Linked DNA regions of Sus scrofa: region 2 is linked to region 1. The links are chromatin contacts, called in public HiChIP or PLAC-seq maps. All regions are on one chromosome and are shown on one strand. The core of a region is the stretch at or near the end of the contact, and the rest is flanking DNA. Distances in the headings are between cores, read along the strand shown. Region 1 overlaps MED12L (mediator of RNA polymerase II transcription subunit 12-like protein). Region 2 overlaps MED12L (mediator of RNA polymerase II transcription subunit 12-like protein).

Region 1 (6,522 bases), core at 2,849-5,348:
GTTTAGGGCTAGGGGTGGGAATGGAGATTAGCTGTAAGAGCATGAGGAGTTTTGGGGGGTGCTAAAAACTGGATAATGATGATGATGGCACAACTCTATAAATTTATTAAAAATCATTTAAAATAGGTGAAAATTATGATATGTAAATTATTATTTATTTTTATTTTTTGTCTTTTGTTTTTTAGGACCGCACCCCGTGGCATATGGAAGTTCCAAGGCTAGGGGTCTATTCGGAGCTGTAGCTGCTGACCTACACCACAGCCACAGCAACGTGGGATCTGAGTCACATCTGCGATCTATACCATGGTACATGGCAGCGCTGGATCCCCATCCCACTGAGCGAGGCCAGGGATCAAACCCGCAACCTCATGGTTACTAGTCGGGTTCATTAACCACTGAGCCACAACAGGAACTCCCCCTGATATGTAAATTATATCTCAATGAAGTTTAAAAGGAGCAAAGAGCAAAGAAAAGGAGGAGAAACAGGGTCACAACTCAACCGTACAATGACGGATGAGTTTTCAAAACCAAGGAAAAGTACCTAATAAGCACATTCCCTATCATCTCTTGAAGAAAATAGTGGAATGCCAAGTTATATTTCACCAGAGTTCCACCACTTGAGGTAGGTGAGGGGCTTTGCTCCGTGATCTGGACAATTCATTTGTCCAGAAAGAAGAAAGAAGAGTTTCTTCTTTTAGAATTGACACTCTGTGGATAACGATTTGCACTTTGGGAGGGCTCCATCTTCCCATTTTCTTAATTCCTGTTGAAGTTACATGAGAGAGTTGGGTTTGAATTAGTTCAGGAATGAAGTTTGGCTTTTCTGGAGTCTGATTTGTTTTCTAGGTCTTAGAAATGAGATGTTTCATGCTCCTCCACTGGCTTCTGAATGTTTCCTCTTTCTGTCTTCATCTCCGGATGAAATGCTTCCCAGCTTTAGGCCTCAGCTCCTCCCTCATTCTTTCATTTTCTTTTTCTCAGGAGTGTTCAGGTCCCCTTGGATGCTCGGCCGTCACCTCCCTTCCATGATCTATCTCTTCTATTCCCCAGACTTCACTTGGTGGTTGTTAGAGGTTGCCGTCTGTCTGTGTTCCTCAAACTCAAATTCTCTAAACCTGAACTGTTTTTCTTTTTTTCAGCACACACCATCCCTGTCTGTGAATATTTGCTTCCTCTCTTGGTCGAGAGAGTTTGAAACCTCAGTACTTGATGGGATAGTTCTCTTTTCCTTGACTCTCACCTAGTCAGTCCCTTGTTCAGTCTTTCTGTTGCTTCTGTTACAATATCATTCCTTTGCTTCTGTCCTCACCTTACTACCCCCAGAGCCATCTTCTAGATTGAGGCCCTCCTGGTCTTGTGTGCCAGACCTCCTCTCTGGTCTTGCTGCCTCTTGCTTCTTTCCTCTCAACTCCCTCCTGTTTCTTGCTGCTAGATTCTTCTTTCTAAATGACCCATGTACTCCTGCTCTCTAACCCTGACTATGAGATGCTACGGAAATTCTTGAATTAAAATTGCTAATGAAACATAAGGAGTTATTTTTTTAGTTTTGAAGATCAAGACATGTGGAAGCCAAAAGATGCTGGGTTCTGATAATGAAAAATTGGCATTAAACTCTGGTGAAACCTGCTTGTCCCTTTGAATTAACCCTTTGTGTTCACCTGCTTGTCCCTTTGAATTAACCCTTCGAATCAGATGACCATAATGTCCACTCTGTAGACTCATTATGAGGTTAAATTAGAATATATGTTTATAAGTTATGTGCTTTGTAAGCATACTCTTTGCTCATGTTATTTTCATTAATCCTTGCCTAAATGAAATTCAAGATCATTTTCATCCTATTCTGTATATTAACTGCTGCCTCTCAGGGCCATGTCATATATTTAGCCCCCTGCTTTTCTTTATACCTATTTCTGCTGTCACCCCTCTTTCCCTACCTTGGAAATCTCTACCTTTCCTTCAGTGTGACCACAAACCGACATTAAGGTCATTTATTGGAAATCTACTCATGTTCCAGCCTCTGGAATTATAAAGATGAGGAGGGTACATTTCTGCCTTTTTAAGGAGTTTACAGTCCAGTTGAGGATCCAGAAGTAAACAGACCACAAAGTAGAGCGTGAGAGTTTGGGATGTTGTGGAAATCAAAGATGTCCCCAGGTGAGGAAGCAGGGATCAAGGAGGTTCCACGGCAGCTTTGATGCCTGGGTTGTGGCAGGTTTGCTAAAGGTCCGGTGAGAAAGGAGCACATGGACGTGCTGAGCGTGGCCCAAGATAACATGAGGTGACCTGCTGGGGAGGTGATGGTGGCCTTGAGTGGTGGAGAGCTGTGACAAATTTGAGGCATGTTGAGGAATTAGTGGCTGATTGATACTGGTGCAGAGGGAGGAAGAGTGTTGTGGCCTCCCAGTATTTGGCAGTGGGTATTGGCTTCTTTCACTGATGCTAGGGCCTGTGGGAGGAGCACACTATAGGATGGGTGGAGTTCAGATTTTGATTTGCTGATTTCAGAATGCCTCTGTAGTCTCCCTGTGATGTCTGCTAAGTAATTGAACAAAGATGTCTGGAGCTGAGGGAAATGCTCCTGGCTAATGATGTACATTGAAGGTCAACAGAGGATCCATGATAGAAAAAGTGATGGGAGTGAATGAATGAACCTGCCCAGTAGAGTGAGAACAGCAGAGGGCTGACGTCCAGGGAGCAGTTCTAGGAACAGGGAAGTGCCTGAAGGAGTGGTCACGAATTGAAAGGATCACCAAAAAAGATTAATGTCATGTGAGTTTAAGAGTTTAAGAAGTGAGAAGTTGTAACTAGTTTTATCCTGCAGGGCGGGGAAGCGCTGTAGCACGGACTTTAGTGACAAAGAGGTCACTGTTGGTCTTGCCAGAGCCGCCCATGTAGTGCTGTGTGTGGGTGTGTGTCGGGGGGAGTAGGGGCAGAAGCAGAGGGCTGATGAGGCTGATGACAGAGGGTTGAGTAATGCTTGTGAGGTGAGGAAGGGAGTGATTTCAGACAACTCTTTCAAAAAAAAAAAAAAAAATCATACCTGTGATGGGAAAAAGAAAAGGAGGGGGTGGGAGGTAGAGATGGATGTAGGACTGATAGAAGATTCTGCTAAGCTTCTTATTTACTGTCTTACATTTTAAAATATTTTCCTAGCTTGCCTAAAAAAACCCCCAAACAAACCAAAAAACCCCTTGCTTCTACCCTGAGCCAACTGCAGTGATGGTGTGGTGCCATCCCAGCTCTGTTGCCCTCCACTGTTTGAGCCTTCCTCCCCTCAATGGGTGTGATGATACAGCCAGAAGCAGTGACGTTGAGAATATTTATGAAGTATCTGGCACAGTTGCACAGAGTGTGGGTTGAGTCTTATGAGTTCCTATTGCGTGTTGTAGGGACACAATTTGGTGATTGATATTTGGGTGAAACTGAGTTCTTGCCATCTCGTTTATGCTGAGGCCGTTGTGTGGTTTGTGGTTTCAGCAGCCCAGTGTGGACTCAACTGATTGAGCTTTTTGCTCCAAGAACTTCCTTTAAGTTGCCTCTATGCCACACCTGCCTGTAGTCTTTCCTCAGTAGCAGCAGCACTGAAGCTCCCCCCGCCCGTGTGGTGTACAGTGGAGCAACTTTGCACCCTCTGCTCGTCCCAGAACCTGCAGGGTGTTGCAATGAAAATTGCTTCAGCCGTAGTAATGGGCTCCGATCCAGGACTTCACTGATGGGCGGCAGTCCTGTCCTGCCACCTACTGCTCTCCCAGCCAAGAACTGACGAAACCTCTCAAGAATGTGTTGTCTGTGGCAAGCCTGAGTTTCACAGCCATTCCTGAGGTTAGATGGTTTAATGCTTAGAGACCTTCTGTTTTTTTTTTCCAGCCACCCATTGATATCATCCCTGGATTATTTTATTAACTGTCTTGTGATGTTGTTGGTTGTCAGCTGGCTTTTTAAATGAATAAAATGAAGTGGTAGAAAGGGATGAATGTCAATGTCTCCTTTATCTTAGGCCTTGAACTTGGCCCTTGATTTGGCATGCAACACTCAGAGCAGCCTATGCCCTAGGTGTGTTTTAGTCCCATTTTCCTCCCCAAGTGGGAAGAGCTGAGGCTCAGACATGTTAATTAACTTGGCCCTGACTCACACAGCTAGTAGTGGGTAGGGTCAGGATTCCTATCAGATATGATGGAAACTGAATCTGCAGTTCTTTCCATTATCTTGCCCTGGAGTACAAATGCAGAGCAGTTCCAGGGTTGGTTTCAGAGGAAGTGGGAGGGGGAGAATAGAGCAGAGGCGGGGTTTGTTTTCCCTGTCAAGCTCATGAAGGAACTGCTCATCTTCTCAACTGGAGAGATGGTTTTGTTTGGCCTGAACCATGTGCAAAAATCGGGAAATTTCACTTAAGAATCCAGATTTGGATCGGATCTTGAACAAGGAGAAGCTCTGCCCACATGGAGTGTGAACCATCCCATGGCAGTAGCTGCCCCTTCTCTTTGGGAATGTGCTCTCCGGTCACCAGCTCACAGCATCCTCTGCTGATGTCCCTGAGCCTCCTCACTCCTCACTCAGGAGCACTGCTTTCCTGATCCTCTAGACACTCAATTTTGCAGCTCTTGGCTCATTTATCATGTCAATATTACAGATCAACCTTTGACCAGCATGGGTCAGGTGCCCTATGTTGACTGTAAGCATATCTTGCTTCCTCTAACCCCTCTCTGCCAATTGGTCTTGCTTCAGGGATTCTTAATCAGTGATTTTCCCAGTACCTCTTAGCAACCCAGAAAAAATGAAATGGCAGGAGATCTTGCTGCTTAGTGTACACCCAAGAATTAATTGTCACCAGTGAACTCTTCTCTGTGGCCAGCCCTCTCCTAAGGCCTCTAAGCAAGAACCCTACTGCTTTTGTGGTTGGGGAAAAAAATGGACATTCCAGGGTACAAGGAAGGAAAGGTTACTAATGGTGGAGCAGAGGCTTGAACCCTGGGTGTGTTAGATGCCCAGACCTCCTCAGTTTCCCTAGAAGGGAGGTGGGAAGACTGAGGAAGTGTCGGCATCCAGGGCCCCAAAGCGGCTGCCTTGGCACCCACAGCCCTGCTGTCATAATTGGCGGTCAGATCTCAGCATGGGCGGGGAGCCACTGTTCCAGGCCAGGCTGCAGAAACTCCCTCCTTAGCAGGAAGGCCCGGCAGGTGTGCCCTCCAGGCCCTGGCAATGCTTTTCTTCTCCCTGGCTTCCCAGGGTCTCATTATTGCCCTTCTTCTGGTCAAGATTTGGAAGATAAATGCTAGTTAAATTCTTGTGCAGCTGCTCATGATTTTTGGGGGCTGATTATTTGGTGGTGGTTTTCCGATGACAGAGTTGTGGTTAATTACCTCTCTTATTTGTCCTCCACTTTCCACTTTGTTCTTTGGAAGCTGTCATCTGGAATTACAAGAATGTCTGATCTGAGGTTTTGTTTTTTTGTTGTTGTTGTGTTATTTTGGTCACTTTCCTATGGAAAAGCTGGATTAAACCAGTAGATCATATGGGAATACAGCAAATTTCAGTGGAAAGATGTAAAGTTCACAAAAGCCATCTAAAGCAAAGCTTCTGATGAAAGGCACAGCCTCTCTTGCATTTTGGAATCACCTTTAACCTAAGAATCTTTCCCAATTTAAACCAGAGGAGAGAGAGAGAGAGAGTGTATGTGTATGTGTATGTTCCAGAACTGCTAAGATAGAGCTCTGCTGAAAGCCTTGGGAAGAAACAAGTTACCTCACTGGAGGTATAATTCTTTTTGTAATTGAATTAGGTCACTGTATTCATAAGGCACTTCATTAATGCAAGCTTGGAGTCAGTAACCCAAAGGTGCTGGAATGCAAAGCACACAGCCTTCATTCTGGTTTTTCAGGTACTCTTAAATTTCTCTTGACATTTGTAGCTTACCATTAGGCATATTTTGGTTCACATTTAGACTGAACATTTTCTTTCCCCAGGTGACCTCTGATTACCTATTGATTGGTGATTGATTGAGGGAGGGTGGTGTGAATTGGGTAGTACACTCCCTCTAGGCAAGGTTTGTGTCTAATGCTTCCTTGTAGCCCTAGCCCAGACCTGGTTACCATATAGGTGAGGGCCTCAGCAAGCTTCAGCAACTTGCCCGACATCACACAGACAGTGAGAGGCAAAGCCAGGAGATGAGCTCCCATTTCTGTGACCCCCAAGCTGGCTACTTGGCTTGATCAGTGGCACCTCAGAAGTAGCCTGGATGGTATGCTGGACTTCAGTGTGGTTGGCAGGTGTTAACGTTTTTGACTTGGTCTTTGACTCTCTGACCCTGGGCAAAGCATTTTACCTCTCAGAGCTTGAGTTGCCCATCTGAGAAATGAGTGAAATAATAACTTCCTGGCCTGGCTCCCAAAGGTGTTGTGAGAATCTGCAGAGATAATACACTAAAGTCCATTTTATATTGTAAGTGCTATAGTAATATAACTCATGGCCAAGGAAGATAATTTATGGCACATATTTCTTTCTGCTTAATAACAGAAGTCTTAT
Region 2 (7,626 bases), core at 947-3,446, 100 kb after region 1:
ATTTTAGGGTATGTTGGGAGTTCCCGTCGTGGCGCAGTGGTTAACGAATCCGACTAGGAACCATGAGGTTGCGGGTTCGGTCCCTGCCCTTGCTCAGTGGGTTAACGATCCGGCGTTGCCGTGAGCTGTGGTGTAGGTTGCAGACGCGGCTCGGATCCCGCGTTGCTGTGGCCCTGGCGTAGGCCGGTGGCTACAGCTCCGGTTCAACCCCTAGCCTGGGAACCTCCATATGCTGCAGGAGCGGCCCAAGAAATAGCAAAAAAAAAAAGAATTTTAGGGTATGTATTAGAAACGGAAATGCGGATTTAATTTCCAAAGTGGTGGTAATTCCTGTGAGTTGTAAATGAGTGTTTTCCTTTCTCCATATCCTCATCAACCCTTGATATTGTCAGACCTTAATTTTCTCATTTAGAGCAGGTGAAATGACCTTGTATTATAACATTTTAATTTGCCTTTTCTGATTACCTGTGAGTTTAGGTATATCTTATAACTTTACTAGCTATTCAAGTGTTTCCTTCTATAATTTTCCTGATTGTATAATTTGAACATATTTCAAAATAATTTGGTTCTTATTTGGTAAAGTATGCGCAGTAGTCTTGTTGAAACAAATCTTGAGTTTTGACAAGTACATTTAATGCATTTACTCAGAGTTTAATTTATATGTATCTCAGCAACAAAATTGAACTTAGGAAGGCAAAAGCCCCTGAACAGTAAATATGTTCTAAACCCTATCATTTTCTTCCTTGGCCAGGAAAGTAGATGCTCTGCTTATTACTTAATATCTAATATTTCTCTATCTATTTGAATGATGAAGAAGGCACCCATTTCATTTGCTGAAATAATGGTTGTACAACTATAATGATCTTGAAGATAATATTCCCAGCTAGATTTTTATGAGCAGCGGGAAGATAGGGGTAGAGGAGCAAGAGAATGAATAAGAAGGTGGTAGTTGGATATAAAGACAAATGAATAGATGCAGTGAATTACACACCTACTCCTCAAATGGTGAGAATAAATATTATCTGCTTGGGTAATACCTCCTATGCTTTCTAGGTCTTAGTATAGTAAAATACTTTTCGATTAGAATTAAGAGGTTTTTTTGCCTCATCCCTACTTCTAGAACTCAGTGAATAGAAAAATGTTAATATCTCAGACAAAATGTCACTTAGAACCCATTAATAAATGTGATTACACAAGGGAATCATTGACCTGAGAAGAATTTTTTCCCTCAGCATGTAGTTTCCTTTTTCTAAATCAGATTCCCTGTTAGCATGTAAATACTCATGGCACTATAAATATGTGTTGTCTATTTTGGTTGATTGAATGTGTAATCAAACTGATGCTCTGTTTTCATTTCCATTTGTGGGGGTTGTCTAATGACATCCTCCAATGCTATTTGACTTATTCACTTAACATCTTGTCTGTTTAATGTGACCCAAATGTCCTGCACTCCCCTGAGGCTCTGGGCTGGGAAGAAGTCTAGCACCCTTTAGTTTACACTGGGCGCCACCATCCCTTAGTTTCTGGAAATTATCTGGGTCTGGTTGCTCCCCTCCTTCTTGTTACATGTCCACTTAATCTCCAAGTTGTGTTATTCCATTATATGACTATTGCCATGTTATTTATCTGTGTCCCAGACTGTGATGGTATTGTTTGGCACATGCACTAATAAGACCTCTTAGAGCCTGGGTTTTTAAGTCTTGATTCCCTGAAACCTTGTTTTAAATGAACTAATTCATATGTATTTTGGCTACGCACATCATTAGGCTAAAAAATCTTATCTGTATTGTCTGCCATTTTCTTGCTGTCCCCTTTCTGTAGGACTTCTGTAACTCTGCTGTCTCCCTTCTGGAAGACTTTGACAACATAATGGTAACACCCCTGCTGTCATTCCTTTTACTTTCTTTTCTTTTCTTTTTTTAAAGTGAACTTTTGTAGCATTACTCTTTGAACATCAAAATGAGAAGCAGGTTATTCCTCTATAACTGGTGATAATTACAGTCTTCATTTTACTGTTACTCACTTGGTTTATGTTTGAGACTGTAACACACAATCATGAATGCATTGACCATGTTCAATTTAATGGAATTTATTTCTGAAAGCTGTCCCCTTTGATTGCCTCATGATGTTCATCATACATGTGTATGGTGTAGAAACCAGTGGACATTCATGGCCTGGGCTTGGGACCATAGACCAGTTCGTGTGCCTTCATCTCAGTCCCAGTCTTGAACCTGTCTATTCCCGAGCTCTTGCTGTCTCTGTGGTAACTGACATCATTAGTCGAGGAACGCATGGCATGCTGACTCATAGGCCAATGCAAGACAATGGAAACTGTGGTTATGAAACATGCCCTTCTCATCACATCCCACTCACTAGTTCCTCCTAAATTCTCAACAGAACGCATCATCTCTATTTTCTTTCCGGTATGGAGGAGATGTTTTTTTGAGCATAGGTCTTGTGCATGCATGCCATGAGACCTCATCTCTATTGCTTTGCCTGGGCTAGCTAAGAATGCATGTTTTGCATTAAATTACTTATAGGTTTCTGTATCAGGTAGCCAACCCACAACATAAACCCAAGAAGCATTAGAATAAAAAAGAGCACACATCTCAGATGTGAATGTAAGTCAACTTGTTTCACTACCAATTTAATGGGTAACATTTTTATACATTGGTGAAAATATCCTTAACTGCATATCTAAGCTTTGAAAATATTTAGGTTATAAAATACTGTTAAATAGACAATTTCTTTAATAATTCTTTCAGCAAAGGAAAGTTTGGGGACTTTTCTGGAAAAAAAATTAGTTTTTCTGTCATTTTTTCTTGATACTTTTAGTGGACAGAGAAAAGGTGAGGTTTTTGTTTATTTAAAACTTTGAATTAAATTTATCAGATTAAAAAAATTGCAGATAGCTTATGTTTGCTTTAGGGCATTTATTGTTCTGATGATAATGTGATTCAAATAGAGTATAGTTTGCCTCTATCATTGATTTCAGTTTTTAAAAAATAGATAAAATATTTTGTTCATCAAGTATTTATAGTGAAAAGGTTATGTGATTTCTGTATTCATTCAACTACATGGAAATGTGTATATACATATCTTTGCTGTCCTTTTTACCGTTCTGATTTTCCTTTAATATTCTCCAATATTAGGAATTGAATAAATGTGTATACTCAACCAATCAATATGTTATATTCACCACTGATGGGGATGTTAATAGAATATATTGTAAGGGTTCATCATTGTATGAGGTGTGTTTATTTCAGAGTGAATCAGTTTGGAGAGCAGTTAATGTTACTGTTAACTGATTCCCTACCAAGTTAGATTTGATGTGAAAGCTTTATAAAAGAATCAAGCATAACTTGTCAACAGGACCTCTTATAACTATAGAATTTTCTGTGTATCTGTTGTCTTCAATCCAAATACACCAGTATAATGGGAGGACCATACCTTCTGATTCACACCATTTGTTATTTAGCCTTGGGCCCATTACTCAGTGCCTTCCAAACCAGAAGTCTCAAATAAAACCCTTTTTTGCTAGTTGATTCATAAAACATTACCCACTGGTTGGTGACTTTTTATTATTTATTATTCCTAAATCAGCATTTTCTGGAACAGAGTCACAAAACCTGGCAGTGGTTTTTTAGGTACAACTTGTCTCTTTGCTTGTAACCCTTAAATCCTAATGGAAAGATACTAAAAAGGGATTTTAAAACATCATTGCTAGTGAATTGAGTGGATAGAAACTTCCTCATCCTGAAATGCTGCTGATGGCAATACTTAAATTGGAGTTAAACCAATTCCCCTTTAGAAAGAGATCCTCACATTTTCTCTGTTGACAGAGTAAACTAATGAAGAGAACAAGACCCAAAAGAATGAAAATTATCTTTGGAGATGATTCATTAAAATTTTTAACTTATTGGATGCATTAATTTTAAATTATTCAAGAGGTTTTGAGTCTACATCTCTTTGAGCTCAGTACTTCTCTTGTCTAATTAAAATAAAGCACTAAGAGAGAATTGTTCTTAGGTCAGAAATGAGTCAGTATTGAACAGCACGGCTTTTTAAAAAGTTTTTAGAAAGTGGAAGTTTTAGAAAGTAGAATGGATTTATATTTCTCACCCCAAAGCAAGCCTATAAACAAACAAGAGAGACCACACGTAGGAATTTACCTCACGTAGCAATTTGGAGATGGGTTCGTGTCACTATCAGAATCTCCCAGTTACTGTGGTACTTCCTTAGCACATGTAAGTTGGGTACACAAGCCAGGGGAGCTGGAGCTGGGGCACAAGCATGTCATATTTTCTCTCCCAGCGATGTGCTCAAAGGCATGTGGCACCTGGCTAGACACAAACATTCCGTCAAAACCAGGCTGCTGATCTGCCCTTTTATCCACAAAAATATGAAATTAATTGTTTCAGTTATGCAGAATAAATCAAGCAAGGGGAATGAGCCACACTCCAGGTACTAATGCAGACAGAAAGAAGAAATCATTAAAATAACAAATGCTAAAAATTGAATTCAAAAGTGAATTTTCAGGAAGTTTCTATTGCGGCTTAGTGGGTTAAGAACCCGACATAGTGTCCTTGAGGATGCAGGTTCAATGCCTGGCCTTGCTCGGTGGTTTAAGGATCTGGCGTTGCCCCAAGCTGCAACATAGGTTGCAGATGCGGCTTGAATCTGGCGTTGCTGTGACTGTGGCATAGGCTGGCAGCTGCAGCTCTGATTCCATCCCTAGCCTGGGAACTTCAATATGCCACAGGTATAGCCCTAAAAAAGAAAAAAAAAATGAATTTTCAAAACATAAGATGATACTAAAAAATATGGAGCAATTGGAAGGCACTTAGTAAATTAATTTATGCTGAAATATAAATCCCAATTTACTCTGGAAGTTCTGTTTAACCAGTAAACTAAATTAAATCTTAGATGTCCTCAGTAGACATTTATTGAGCACTTATTACATGCCAGACAATGCTAGGAACTGATTTTTAAAAATCAAATAAAGCTTCGCTAGTTAGCAGAAAATAACAGATAAGTAGATTATGTATAACTAAGGTGACCATAAGTCATGATTTGCCAGGCATAGTCTCACTTTGCCCCTGTTCTCCTGGCCTGACCCAATTTGAAGGGTCTATGGTCCCTTCTTGAATGCAGCCCAGCCATCCCTACTAACATTTTAAGACTTCTACTAAATTTCAACTTTTAATTTTCTTACTCATTCCCACATTATAGTCCTCGTTTAGCATTTGTAAAATCTTTCAGGTTACTGAAGAACTTCTTGGTCATTCATTCTCTACTTAACAGATTGAACTCTTTCTACAAATTGAAATAATTTGTTCCTAGTCTTATTCTGGGAAAAACCAGAAAATAGCAGGATGTCATTTCAGTTTGGCCGAAGAGATGGATATTTTTCATTCAGGACAAATATGAACATAAAGCCCCTGAGGAGTGCTGGCCAACCTGATGTGTTTGTGATTTCCTCAGGGAGGATATTGAATATTTCTTACCTATACTACTTTAGTAGTGAGTTGAGGAGGAATTGGTGCTGAGAGGGAACTTAATATATTTACAAATAAACAGTTTACCTTTGGATTAAAAATGGTTCACAGAAGAATGCATGAATTTTAGAGTGTAAAAGCTGATTTGAAAATGTTCATCCCTTTCTCACTTTTTTTTCAGTTCTAGAGTTTTTATGTGAATGGTCATTTTGTGGTTTTAAAAATGTCGATAGTTTTTAATTCACATATCTTAAATTTCCAGTCTCAGTTGTTATTTTTTTTTCTTTTTTTTTTTTTTTTTTTTTGTCTTTTTGCCATTTCTTGGGCCACTCCTGTGGCATATGGAGGTTCCCAGGCTAGGGGTCGAATCGGAGCTATAGCTGCCAGCCTAGGCCAGAGCCAGAGCAACGCAGGATCCGAGCCGTATCTGTGGCCTACACCACAGCTCACGGCAACGCCGGATCCTTAACCCTCAGTTGTTATTTGTCAATAAAAGAGTGTTGCCCAGTAACTCAGGTGTTTCCCGTATTAGTGTTTTAGTTTTCCCCACACATACAAGTCGTAGTTTATTTCATAAGGTTCTTTAATAAGCAAAGGGAGAGTAATGAGTTAGAAAAGATCTGTTTTATGCATCTACATACAGCTGTCACATGCAGATCACAGTTTGTTTTCCTTTTAAGCCAAAAGATGACTACTTAGAGGAGATCTCAGGATTCTAACTCACATGAATAATTCATTTTTCTTTTCTTCTGTAAAAATGGTAATATACATATATTTGTCCCCACCAGGAAGCACAACACTTTGCTTTAGGGACTGTGGACAGTTCTTTCAGGGAGCACTGATTAGAGGAGTGACATTTAAAGATCTGCTTGATTCAATTATTCCTTGGCTTTGCGTTTGGAGGATCAAGAGTCATTTGGATACTTTGGGCCAATAACTTGTAGGCTCCAGATGGTCACTGCCATGGCATGGGCTCTCCTAGAGGAAGTTTGGACTATTTTTCTTAGATCCAAGCAAATAGAGATATAATCGCACTTAGATTAGTCAGCTCAGGGCTAAGAGTATCTTCATGGTACCCTATGCTGGAAAGTTAGATTCTTGCTGAAGCAGTTACCTACACATACCATAGTCGATGCTCTCAGAAATTCATCTTTAGCCCATGTGTGGGTAGATAGTCACTTCAGAGAGGCTGAAGTTTCTTAAATGTGCTCAAGAGATTTTATGTGGGACTCAGAGGAAAAGCTCTACCATCTAATGATTATATTTCACTTCCAAATCTCATTAACAAGTCTTAATAGAGATTCTTCTTTTGGTTTCTTACTGAGGTGAGTTTAAAAGGCTATAAGTCCCTAAAGAATAGGAATATAGTGAGATTTAAAATTTTTTCATCCTTGATATGACATGGGGAGGCATCTCGTCATAATGGAAAAAATGCTAGGGTTTGGAGGCAGATGAGATGAGTGCTAATGGCTCGGCCAGGTCTAGGGGTGTGAGCTTGCTAAGCTCTTTAGGCTTTTGAAAATGGGGATGATGTTCCCTCCCTGCAGAGTTCCCATGAAAAGAAGGGAATAAGAACAAGAAGCCCAGTCCCTGGCACATTATGGATGCTTAATAATTGTTGGTGTTCTCCCTCTTAGGCTAGATGTCTATACCTTCCTCCCTACCAAAAATATCTCTACGCTTTCCAAGAACATTAAAATTGTTTTATGTAACTACATTTTAGCACTTAAAAAAAAATGAAGACATCTATGATACAAAACAATAGTAAAATATCCTAGAATAAGCTCCATTCTTTGTAACTAGTAAGTCCTGAAAAAACCAAGGGGTGGTCGGAAGCAAGACCTCTTTCTATGATTATTACTGCAGGCTTCCATGAAACAGCTTCTGTTGCCAAAACATAAAATATATACGGCCGCTCTTAAGAATATATTTTATTTTCCTAAGGCCAAAGCATTTATTAAGACTGGTGAGCAGATGTTAATTGGTTTTACTTGATATCATAGTTGGTTGGAACTGTATTTGATATTAGCTTATTATATATTTTTATCGTTTCTATTGATTATTAGGGTCATCAGAGATACCAAATTCATCCCTTGGATACACGGCTAAATAGGCAATTTTAGGTCAC

What was found. HiChIP or PLAC-seq counts read pairs in DNA pulled down with a chosen protein or histone mark.
Region 2: a contact with region 1 is called in an H3K27ac HiChIP or PLAC-seq map of alveolar macrophages. The contact joins two enhancer-like sites. A contact is called at or near these places in 7 of 47 Hi-C or Micro-C datasets (alveolar macrophages, blood, embryonic fibroblasts and 3 more) and 1 of 2 datasets of contacts at active chromatin or transcription factors (alveolar macrophages).

The regions. Positions count from the first base shown.
Region 1 is chr13:91,483,388-91,489,909 of Sscrofa11.1, forward strand. All of the region lies in intron 16 of MED12L (mediator of RNA polymerase II transcription subunit 12-like protein), which reads left to right. All of the region lies in intron 1 of GPR87 (G-protein coupled receptor 87), which reads right to left. Among named protein-coding and RNA genes, the nearest start is that of GPR87, 12 kb to the right of the region's middle. Within about 2 kb of position 4,099, at least 18 of the 83 cell types and tissues checked have an H3K27ac peak or open chromatin away from gene starts, as enhancers often do. A contact at or near this core is called in alveolar macrophages and embryonic fibroblasts, where this site is marked.
Region 2 is chr13:91,587,760-91,595,385 of Sscrofa11.1, forward strand. MED12L (mediator of RNA polymerase II transcription subunit 12-like protein) reads left to right here. Exons shown (of 46, transcript XM_021069608.1): 40 at 1,822-1,872. Among named protein-coding and RNA genes, the nearest start is that of P2RY12, 67 kb to the left of the region's middle. Within about 2 kb of position 2,197, at least 13 of the 83 cell types and tissues checked have an H3K27ac peak or open chromatin away from gene starts, as enhancers often do. A contact at or near this core is called in alveolar macrophages and embryonic fibroblasts, where this site is marked.